Regions from separate parts of the Mus musculus genome. Here all the other regions are linked to region 3. A link is a contact called in public promoter capture Hi-C data. All regions are on one chromosome and are shown on one strand. Each heading gives the region's core, a stretch centred on a gene start, on an enhancer-like site or on the middle of the called end of the contact. The rest is flanking DNA. Distances are from core to core; before and after follow the strand shown.

Region 1 (2,700 bases), core at 137-2,636, 2.0 Mb before region 3:
CTGTACATTAAATAAATAAAGAACCGGGTCTGGTGGTCCATGCCTTTAACTCCAGCACTTGGGAGGCAGAGGAAGGCCTATCTCTGTGAGTTTCAGACAAGACAGGACTCCATAATGAGACCCTGTCTCAAAAATAACTATAATAATAGTAAATAGAAATATGATGGTAGACAATGCTAAAAACAACAACAACAACAACAACAACAGAGAAACAAGAAAAAGTTTGCCAGGCGTGATGACACATGCCTTTAATCCCAGCACTTTGGGAGGCAGAGGCAGGCGGATTTCTGAGTTCGAGGCCAGCCTGGTCTACAAAGTGAGTTCCAGGACAGCCAGAGCTATACAGAGAAACTATGTCTCAAAAAAAAAAAAAAAAAAAGAAAGAAAGAAAGAAAGAAAAAGTTTATTTCTCAAAATACACCAACCAGTTGCCTGTCAAACAACTCTTCAAAGGCTTTCTAAAAAGCTGAATTATTCAATTAAGCTACAGGGAAAATAAAGCATGGTAACAACTTATATTTTAGAAAATAATTTGGCTCTTTGGTGAAAGATACTTAAAAAATTAATAGTTTGCGTTTACTTGGTACTTCAGAGCCATGGGGAACGTGACAAAATAATGGAGAATATTCCTCAGTCTACAGATTGGACAGAAGTGAAAGCCAGTGTAAGGATTTAAACGATGCACATCAGGGAAACCATGAGAACCAAGACGAGGTATAAATGAAGACGCAGGGCAGCCTGGTTGGTTCTGGGATACCTAGGAAGAAAACTTTAGTAGCCGAGTGAGACTGTGAAAGGGACGACGAACGAAAAATGTAAGGTTTGTTCTGTTATGGGTGCATGCTTCGTAGAAACAGTATAGCTCACAAGGTCTACTTCGCTGGGACTCTATAGTTCCCATTATAGACCCGATGAGACCGAGGCACCAAACAGTCTGGCGATCACGTAGAGAAGGCACTTAAGGTACCTGCAGAGGACAGCATGGCTTGCATGAACTGCTAGCTCCGAGGGGATTGAGGGAATAAGACCTCCCATCCCAAGCCAACTGTGCTTAGCACGAAACCCGGAGACCCAGGCCAGGAAGCCGAGGTGACAGGCATGAAGTCTCCTCCCTCCACGCCGAAGCTCCCGTGTCATCAGCCCCAAGGCTCCCACCGCCGCATACCTCACGGAGCGTCTCAACGCAATCGCACGCGCAGAACAGGGAGCCGACAGCTCCACGCGACTCGTCCACGAGCGTAGGTAAGACCAGGGCTACTTCCGTTCTGACGTCGGGTCTGACGCCGGCTGAAACGGGAAGTAGAAGGGCGGGACTTGGCGTTTATAGCCAATCCACGCCGAGGGCCGAGTCGTCGCGGCCTGTCGGTCGCGTGCGGGGAGGGGGCGTCTTCCGGTCGGGCCGAGCTCGTCGCTAGGTTTGTTGAAGGACATCGGCCGCCGAGTTTGGGGTTCGGACGAAGGTGGGTGAGAAAGCGCTCTTGGCTGCTCGGTCCGGTGATTGAGCTTTGTAGGGCCGACTAGAGTCTGGCCGTTTTTCCAGCCCCGGAACAGCGCGAGGTTTTCTTTTTGCGGGGAGACGCTGGGGAATGGGAAAGGCGCTGGAGAAAATGAGGGTCAGGGCCCCATGGCGGATCTAGGAAGCCTCAGCACCGCGAGTGACGAGCGCCCCAGGGCTCGCACGGTTAGCGGAGAGCCTTATGCCCCACTTCCCAGTGTGGATTGGGAGTGAGGCCGGTCGAGAGGGGAGCTCCCCAAGGTCATCCATCCAGTGGATGTTGAGAGAGGACTCTGGATTTTGACCCCATCTCTGGCAGAGTTCGTGTGTCTTGGCCTCTATGGCCATAGCGATTTGTTTCCTCCGAGCTGCGATCGGGAAACCAGGTCTCCTTTACCTGCGCCGTGGCCTTTGTCAAAACCAGAGTAAACGTGGAATGGCCCTGCGGTTCTCCAGGCCTGGGCTCTAAAAACGGATTAGATTTTGTATCCCAGCGGTTCTGAACCTGTGGATCATGATCGCTTTGACAAGCCTCTATCTCCAAAAATATTTATTTACATTACGAGACTCCTAGCCGTAGCAAAATTACAGCTGTGAAGGAGCAACGGAATAATTTTATTGGGGGAGGGGGAAGAGAGGTTTCACCACAACAGAAGGAAGGTCGCAGCATTAGGAAGGTTGAGAGTCACTGCCGTGTTTGATCAGTGCAAGGGTTTCCACAGAGGCTGTTTGCTGCTTGTGGTCCTTTGACTTTCATCTTCCTTATACCTGGTGATGGCACTACTCCAGATAGGTGCCCATAAGACGGGAATAGCTGTATCCAGGAGCCTGTTACAAAGCAAGGGCAGCTGCTCACCCCAAGACTTTAATGAAATGCCCATTTCACATGGAAAGGCTGGTGGTATTTAATAGTAGTTATTGGATTATTTAGAAACAGAAGCAAAACCTGTCAGCTTAGACTTTGTAGCAGGCTGCTGTTCAACAGTAGTACATTTTTTTAAAAAATACTAACTCACAGGCTCACAATTATTAGTCTTTGGTGATTTTTTTCCACTACCAAATGGCTCTAAGCTTGCACATGACTGCAAGGACAGGACATTTTAGTTTTATTTGTTCCTATTGCCAGGTGTGAATGGCTTGTCCCTCTAGTCCCAACACTGTTGGGCAGATCTCTGTAATTTCAAGGCCAGCCTAATCTATGTAGT
Region 2 (2,700 bases), core at 83-2,582, 3.0 Mb after region 3:
ACCTACTAATCCTCTAATAGCTCTGGTCTGATCTGTGTCCAAAGTTTTAAATTCTTATGAAGTCTCAAATGGATAAAGGTCACTTCTTCGCTGCCTCAGTCACCTCATGCCCCACATTATCCTGCTTCCACACCCCCCCAGTACAAAAGCAGGCGACAGAATTAAGGTCAGCAAAACTGCCCTAGCTAAGTAAACTGCTAATATAGAACTGAAGGAAAAATTAAAGGGCAGGAGACAGTTTCGTGTTTTTAAAGCTCCACACTCTGACACTGAGGAACCATAAGCAACGATATGAACCTTTTCCCAGAAGTGAGCAATAATCAGGACAGATGACACTGACGAATCCACCCACGCTGTCACCAATGACTGCTAATAAGAAACCTGGGATCCCTACAAAGACAGCCCCACAACACAAGAGGGAATTAAATCCTCTGAGTCCGTGATGGGTCGACACACAGCTTTGGGCCAAACTAAAATAAATAAATAAAAGGTGAAAGAGAATAGGTCTAAAACCCTGAATCTGGAGGCAATGACTAGCTACTTGTCCCAGTAGTTTGAAGCTAAGGGACCGACTGGAAAGCAGCTTGGGTCAGGACTTTTCTGCCCCGTATCTGGTCAATTTCCTCTTTTCTCTTTTCGCTCACGCCTTCCCCTGCAAAAAGGTTCTGATTGATTTCTTCATCCCGCGAGGTTTCTCCACTTCCAGTCCCCAGAAGCATCCCCAATCTCGCCGGGGGCTGGCGCTGAAGTTTCTTTTCTGCACCCTTTCGATTCCCCCTTTCCCCGGTCCCAGGGCGCCGCCCCCGCTGCGCCCGCACCCCCGCGCTCACCCCCTGAGAGTCCTTGACGAAGTAGCTTCCACTGGAGCCCTGGTAGATGCGCTCGGGATAGATGCTGCACTCGATGGCAACCTCGGCCTGCCGCACCACCACCTCGAACTCGGGGTCCTCCGGGAAGTCGTTCCGCTCGCGGTGGGTCTGAACGGCGTGCGCCGCCACGGCCGCTTGGGCGGCCAGGGCCTGGGCCTGCACCGCCACCGTGTGGGTCTGGCCCTGCGCCGCCGCGCCCCGGGCCCGGTCCAGCAGGGGCTGCCGCTCCCGGTCGTGGCCGGGCGAGCACGGCGGTGACGGGCCGGAGCCGGCCGCCGCCGCCACGCGGACCGCGCCCCCCGGTACTTGCGGAAAGTGAGCTCCGGAGCCCGACGGGAAGGTGTACTCCGGGGGTTGGGCCCGCTCGGGGGACACTAGCGGGCTCGTCTCGTCCATCCCTCAGGCCGCCGGCTCGGGGACCCGGCGCGCTCCACACCAGCGAGCTCGCGGCCGTGACCAATCCGCGGCACTCCCCCACCTCCCGCTTGGCCAACCAGGGAGCCGCGCCTCCGTAGCTCCGCCCCTAGCCTGTCCTGTTTACTTGGCGACGCGTAGGCACGGCCCCTCGCGCTTGTGTAGTGGCCAATCAGAACCTGCGCCTACGCAATCGCGGCCTCCTTAGCTTTCGCGTCACCTTCTGTGGAGACCGCGCATGCTCGAGACAAACCCGGGTTAGGTACGCCCTCTGCCCTTAGCCCGCCCCAGCTTCCAATTGGCAGACAGATCTTCGGAAGCTTTTCCGATAGCTGCTTCCTTGCTAACTTATTGACTGGCTACGCTGAGCTGACTGTGAAACTGCAAAATGTCATTTTTGTGTCACTAAGCACCAGCTATGGACAAAGAATTGAAACGACAACAATGACATAGGTCACTTGTGCTATCGCAATAAGTTAAAAAAAAAAAATCCTAGTACCTCAGCCGGGCGGATGCCTTTAAACCTTTAAACCTTGCACTTGGAAGTCAGAGGCAGGTAGATCTGTTTCTTTGAGTTTGCGGCCATAGTGAGTTCCAGGACGGCCAAGATTACACAGAGAAACCCTGTCTCGAAAAACCAAAAGTAAATAATAAATGTCAGTCTTCATGCAGTTTACATAGTATGCTTTGCTCATATACTATGTAAATCTGATCATTGAGGAAAGCTTTGGTCCCTTGAGAATAAATTAGTCCGTGACTTTATTCACCTGAATGTCTAGACACAGTTGGTCCTCGTTTTCATTAATAAAAGGAAGAAGCTTTGTCCTCACTCTGTATAAGCACCACCGGAGACAGATATAAAGCTAACAATATTAGCTGAAAGTTCGCAATAGTTCATAGACTTGAGAACGTGAGAAAAGGCCGTATACAGGGTCTGTACCAAGAGCCAGCTGCTAAAGGAAGTAGCTGAATTGCAAGGGGAGAAGGGAAGAAAAGGCATACCATGCACAGGGAGCATTGCCAAAGTGAAGGAGGAAGAAGGCTAAAGCCTATTTAGGACACCCTGCTTGGCTGAGGAAAAGCAGAGCTAAACACTAAAGGCCTAGTGAGCCAGCAGAGGGCACGTGACATCCGGAAGCTTCAGAGGGCAGAGCTTGCAGGAGTGCAATGTAGAGCGCATCCACTCTAAACCTAGAGACAGAACAGAGGCTGCAGGCATGGAGGAACAGCTAAGGCACTTGCTGCTCTTACACCGGAACCGGAACCGGAACCGGAACCGGAACCAGTTCCCAGCACTCATATCAGGTGGGCCACAAAAACCTCTAAGCCTTGCTCTAGGGAATCTGACACCCTCCTTTAAGCCTTTTCAGGTACCTTCACACGGACAGGCACAGAAGAGAGAGTGACAGAGAGAGAG
Region 3 (2,700 bases), core at 110-2,609:
TGTGCCTGTTCCTTCGGAGGCCAGTCCCTGCAAGGACCTGCCTGGATAGAGCTCTTAGGCACCTCAAACCTGGCAACAAATCTCAACCTGCTTTTTAGTTGGCAGCCTTTGAGGCTCATGGTCTCCCTCAACTATTCATTCTGCTGACCACAGAGCAACGCTGTCGGGGATCCGGGAGTAGTGCCTTTGGGGAGCCAGGGTTCCTGGTACTAAAAGCCCTGGACTTGCGTACCCGATTCGCAGGGCCCCGGATGCACCACAGTGAGGTTAGCGTCCAGCCGAGCGCGGGCGGCCTCCTGCAGGCGACAGATCTGCGCGTAGGTTCGGCCGTCCGAACCACAGAGCGGGCGCTGCGAGCGGCAGACACACAGCGGCTCCGGCACCTCTCCTCGACTCAGGTCACCGCCCGCGTCCAGCCTGCACTCGAGCTGCTCGCCGCAGCGCCCGTAGAAGTTAGCGCTGGGGTCCAGATCGCAGAGCTGGCCCTCCAGGTTTGCGCATTCCCAGCAGCAGCCGCACGCATCCCGCACCCGGCCTGCTAGGCATCCCCGCGGCGCAGCGCACTCTTCTGGCCGGCAGGGAGCACAACCCTCGCCCTCGGCTAGCAGCCGCAGCCAGCCTCGCCGCAGGTAATCGGGGCCTGTGGACGGCCTCGCGCTAACGGGTAGCTGGGTCCACACCACCAGCAATAATGGTAGTAGCAAGGACAGCGCCAAGGTAGGTGCAGCATAGTTAGCTGGAAGCCCTGTGAACACTCGGGGCATCGGCGCGTAGGTGGCACCCTGCCAGGAGAGGGAAGCCAGGTCTGGAGGTCAGAGATAAAGTCAAGGCTGTATAAAAGCTTGATTCTATCCTCTGCTACCCTGTAGCCAACTAGAAGCCCTAACAAAGAAGCCTGGTGATTCCCAGGGGTTTATGCCAGTTGGTAATTGATTAAGCTGGTCTTGGGGACTAGGGAATAAAGAGAGAGTGTATCGGGGAATGATCACTAACACCCATGCAGGGATGCACACACCCATACACAGACATACGCGTATACACACACACACATGCATACATATATGCACGCGCGCGCGCACACACACACCAGCATCACCTCCAGAAACCACCCAACTCTGATGCATCTTTGCCCCAGAGATAGATAAAACTACACTTGATGTAAAAACTTCAGGTTGGGGTGATGGTGCTGGGGACATACCAGCGACTCACCTAGTGCCTTGGACTAGGCCCTTAACAGCTGGGATTTCCAACCTAAAAAAAAAAAAAAAAAAAAAACGGTAGGGAACGAAGAGTCGCATGCACGGCCAGCCAGACCCGCAGGCCACCCCTGCTTCTGTCAGGGGATCGCTGGCAGCCCACAGACTTAAGATTCAAAGAGAAACTCCTCCGCCTCTTCTCCCCGCCCCCAGATGTCGAATACCCGCCTTCTTCCCTGGCCCCGAGGCCGATAATTTTATCCAGTCTCACAAGGACCCTCCTGGGCCTTTCACTTCGACCCTAGCCCAAAGTCACAATGAGTGTACAGAGCCGCGTAACCAGACGCCGCCACTGGGAAAGCAAAGGCTATGAGAAGAGAATAGGGGTGGAATGGCCGAGGAGCTCAAACTGTTGGCTGAGCCTCAGGTCCTGTCTCATCTGATTTAGGTCTGGAGAGCGGCAAACAGCTACAATATAGAAAGAAGGAAAGGCTAAGAAATTTTACTCAATGTAAAATTGACTTCAACACTATGGGCGTTTCTGGAGGCCAGGCTCGGGGCCAGCTTCCTCTGGGCACGGTTTGCAGCTGTGTTCACCCAGTCTCTCCACTGGGGCGCAGACTAGACTATAAGCTTTTCCAGCTGCCATCCACATCTGGCTACCTCCCTCCCAATATAGGGCAGGTGCTTGAACCCGCGGAGGAGCCTGGTGATTAGAGGTCGGAACTGACTAGCGGCCGCAGCAAGGCCGGCGGGTGACTCCCCATAGGGCGTCTCTGGGCTCCGGATTACAGGTTGCAAAATTCGAGCATGTCGGGGCCAAAAGTGTTCAGTCTGGAGACCTCCGCCAACGCCACGGTGGCACTTTTGGGTTAGGGGCAGGAAGCAAAGCATCCCCGGAGGCCCGCCCACCACCCCGAGAATGGCAGGCCCCGCCCCCGCCGGCCCCCAAACAGCTTCCAAAAACCGCAATCCAAGCTCCTAGGAGGAGGAGGAGCAGAAGGAAACCGGGCTTTTAGGCAAGGGAAGGGTGGGGCTTATATAGGCCCCGCCCAGAAGGCGTCAGAGGTTCTGACTGCGCGTGCGTCCGCGGCCTGCGGCGGCTCCGCTCTACCCTGCGAGGAAGAAGCACTGCAGTCACCGCGCAGTTCTGACTTTGGCCGAGCCCTCCTCAAAGGAGCGTTCAGTCAGCAGAGACGCTGCCTCTGATCAGAGGGGTTCCGACAAGGTAGAAGAGAGCTGTACACAGGCAATCCCAAACTCCGAGGAGACGGGAAGCGAATTTCACGCGAGGTTTCGGGATTGTCGCGAGAATCCCAACGGCAAGCTAGAAAAGGAAAAGCCCGCGGCTTTTAAGCCAGGAAAGAACGAGGGCAGGCAGATTCCGATGGTGGTGCTAGGCAATCCCTTGGTTGGAGGACGCGTTAACTGTTGGCCTGGGAGCAGAAGTGAAGCGAGAATTGCAGGATGTTTTGGAAAAGGCGCGAGGAGGGCTTGCCTGGTG
Region 4 (2,700 bases), core at 178-2,677, 2.9 Mb before region 3:
ACAGGGAGATCAACATGAAGTGCTACGAGGAACTGTGACATTCCACCATTCATCTACCTAGAATGTCTGCCACATGCCGCCAAGTGCTCTGGGCTCTGCAGGTCATCAGCTTGTCCTGCAGACAACAAGTTTTCCAGGGAGGAAAACATGGAGAATGAAGAACAATGAACTGAGAAGAGGACAGTGAGAACCAGAGAAAACACAAAGCAAAGCAAAAGAATGAGGAATAAAAATGAGAGCAAGCAGAACCAAGAAGCGAAGATGGGAAGTGAAGAGTCATGAAAGAGACCAGGTAGTGGGGAGCGGTGATGTGACCACAGTCTCCCGGGACACTGAGTGATGGCAACTGGGAGCAGGGACAGTGTGGGGGGATAAGGAACGATGGGGGTGGAGCTTACAAAGGCAGAGTTGAGGTGGAGGAGATGGAATGGTGAGGAGATGCAAAGGCAGAGAGAGGACAAGAAGCAATTGGGCGGGGCACGGTTGTGCTAGGAGATGTTGGGACCGGGGCTGGTTTCATGGGTGTGGGCCCAGTCACTCACTCAAGACTTAGTACTCAGAAGACTTCTACCTTGGTTAAATTCTCTGCTGTCACAGCTTAAAAGTCTTAGTAATTTTAAAAAGCTTTTCATTTTACTCTGGAACTCACAGATTATACAGCTGATACTGGCTGGAAATGGTATATAATAGGTAAGGTGCGGGTGCACTCTGATAGATCGGTGAAGAATTTAAGTAAGACCAAGATAAATGAGAACTCTGCATGTCAAGTGATGGCAAGGATGTAGGGCTGTCGAGGTTATAGATGAGAGGGCTAATGGACAGACAGGTTACTGAAGGATGCAGAAGTCAGCCCTCATCAGTGCAGCTGAAGATGAAGTGTCCAGTAACACAGGCGAGAGACGGGGCTGCGGGATGTTAACACGGGGTCAATGAGAGCACAGGGCAATGACAATGAGCTGGAGGGCCGTGATGAAAGTGTGACAGCTGGTGATCATGTGTTAGGGGATCAGGGCGCGACAGGTGGAGAGGTTAATGAGGAAAGTAACAATGAGACATTTTCAATAACATCTCTGCTGCGGTATCAGTAATCGCCCGCAGTTCAGACTGCCAGTCACGGTCTGCGAATTCATGAAGAGAGGAGAGGTGGGACAGAGCCACGAGAGAAAAAGCGTGAGGATGCATATAGCAGGGGTGCTTGTGAAGGAGGATCAGAATTAGTGAGTGTAACAAAGGATGAGTTCCAGTAGGAAAGAGATGACAGGAAGAGAACCAAGGAGAAAAAGAGGGGCTCTGACTCCTGACCTCCGTCATCCTGACGCTGTTTGGAGGCGGCCTCAAAGGCTGCCGAGGAGATCAGAAAACTGGGCTGGAGTCTGGAGAAGGGGCTGTGCACTGCCCCCAGTGTCTAAAAGGGCGACACGTTTTTCTGATCGCCAGCCCGGGCGCCGAAATCCGGCGCTCGGTGCGTCTTCGGTCGCCTGGCAACCGCCACGCCCCCTGCCGCTGAGGCAAAGCACAGGTTCGAAAGGGGCGGAGCCCCGTAGGTCGGTACCCGGCAGTGGTCCGCAGAGAAATATGCAAATATATCCTGAAGGGGATGGAGCCAAGGAACCGTGCCCCTGAGAGGCATAGCAGAATCCCCAGACTCAAGAAACCAGTGCACTGTGAATGCATAGAGCTGGGATGGATAATCAGTCTTGTTCGTGAAATGTGGTTTTCTTTCTCTTTATCGCTAGCCCTATTTCCCAACCCTCAAATTCAGCCACAAAGATTGTTAATAAGTGCTTGTGTGCTCAGATATGTATTTTTAAAAAAAATCAATCCCATTTTCTCGTGTGTTTTTATTAGTTTGCTAATGAACGTTAGAAATATGTTCTTTTCTCACTGGGCAGCGTTCTTTTCTAGGGCCTAATTTTATTGCACTGGTGTCCGTTGCTTCAGACTTCTGCTTGGCATTTCAAATTGAAGACCCGACACATGTCATTTCCTTCCTCAAATGTTGAATAACAAGGCTGCCTCCAATTCACCAATCACCACCATAGCCATTGTTGACTGGTGTGCATTTTACGGACCTATATATAAATTCCCCTGTAGGAGATATTGATGAGCGAGGTTGTGCATAGGGGAATCCTAGGGGACATCATATTAGAACACGCATGTGTGTTCTGCAAAAGAAATCTCACCGAAGGGCCACTGGGGCTAAGACAACCTCTCCTCTCCTTTTCCATGTCCCTATTGTAAGATGTATTCTTCCACTTCACCCACTACACATAGGCAAAAGCTCTGTTCCGTAGCAACTCGTGAACCTAAGACGCAGTGACCACGTGACTATCCGAAGCGTGTACCTTTTCCTGCCTAAAAGTGGACTCTGCTTTCCAACAGCAAAGGTGCAATCCCTTAATGGCACTGCCCTATATATGTTGTACCACAGCGAATGTCCCAGGTTCTGCACCCATCCGGCGTTTACTGAGCATCAAGCAAGGGCTAGACAAACATTAGTTCATCTAATTAGGCAATTTTCAAATTCTGTCAATGGGCTGGAAGAAGCAGAGGCACATTTTGCTTTTACTTTCGCTTCCTCCACTGAAGAAATTGAGCATTTTTCTTCCTATGAACACGAGCTGCTCTGGGCCTCCCTTCTGTGAGCTTCCCTGTTCATAACCTTTGCCAACATTTTTATCCCTGTAAATATTTATTGAA

Evidence for each region. Promoter capture Hi-C pulls out the DNA fragments that hold promoters and counts their contacts.
Region 1: a contact with region 3 is called in a promoter capture Hi-C map of pre-B cells, with 2.7 times the contacts expected there. The contact joins the promoter of Atp5md here to the promoter of Kazald1 in region 3. A contact is called at or near these places in 3 of 39 promoter capture datasets (liver and pre-B cells).
Region 2: a contact with region 3 is called in a promoter capture Hi-C map of pre-B cells, with 5 times the contacts expected there. The contact joins the promoter of Pi4k2a here to the promoter of Kazald1 in region 3. A contact is called at or near these places in 2 of 39 promoter capture datasets (the C10 cell line and pre-B cells) and 1 of 484 Hi-C or Micro-C datasets (pre-B cells).
Region 4: a promoter capture Hi-C map of pre-B cells shows a contact between it and region 3, with 5 times the contacts expected there. The contact joins the promoter of Cfap58 here to the promoter of Kazald1 in region 3. A contact is called at or near these places in 2 of 39 promoter capture datasets (neutrophils and pre-B cells).

Annotation. Positions count from the first base shown.
Region 1 is chr19:47,089,333-47,092,032 of GRCm38.p6, reverse strand. Atp5md (ATP synthase membrane subunit DAPIT) reads left to right here and starts at 1,386. Exons shown (of 4, transcript NM_023211.5): 1 at 1,386-1,460. It overlaps Pdcd11 (programmed cell death 11), which reads right to left and starts at 1,267. Exons shown (of 36, transcript NM_011053.2): 1 at 1,166-1,267.
Region 2 is chr19:42,089,067-42,091,766 of GRCm38.p6, reverse strand. Pi4k2a (phosphatidylinositol 4-kinase type 2 alpha) reads right to left here and starts at 1,332. Exons shown (of 9, transcript NM_145501.2): 1 at 831-1,332. The coding sequence starts at 1,265.
Region 3 is chr19:45,074,746-45,077,445 of GRCm38.p6, reverse strand. It overlaps Kazald1 (Kazal-type serine peptidase inhibitor domain 1), which reads right to left and starts at 1,359. Exons shown (of 5, transcript NM_178929.5): 1 at 1,210-1,359; 2 at 233-782. The coding sequence starts at 764. Gm35782 (a long non-coding RNA gene) reads left to right here and starts at 2,337. Exons shown (of 4, transcript XR_877888.1): 1 at 2,337-2,424.
Region 4 is chr19:47,936,439-47,939,138 of GRCm38.p6, reverse strand. Cfap58 (cilia and flagella associated protein 58) reads right to left here and starts at 1,427. Exons shown (of 18, transcript NM_001163267.1): 1 at 1,303-1,427. The coding sequence starts at 1,311.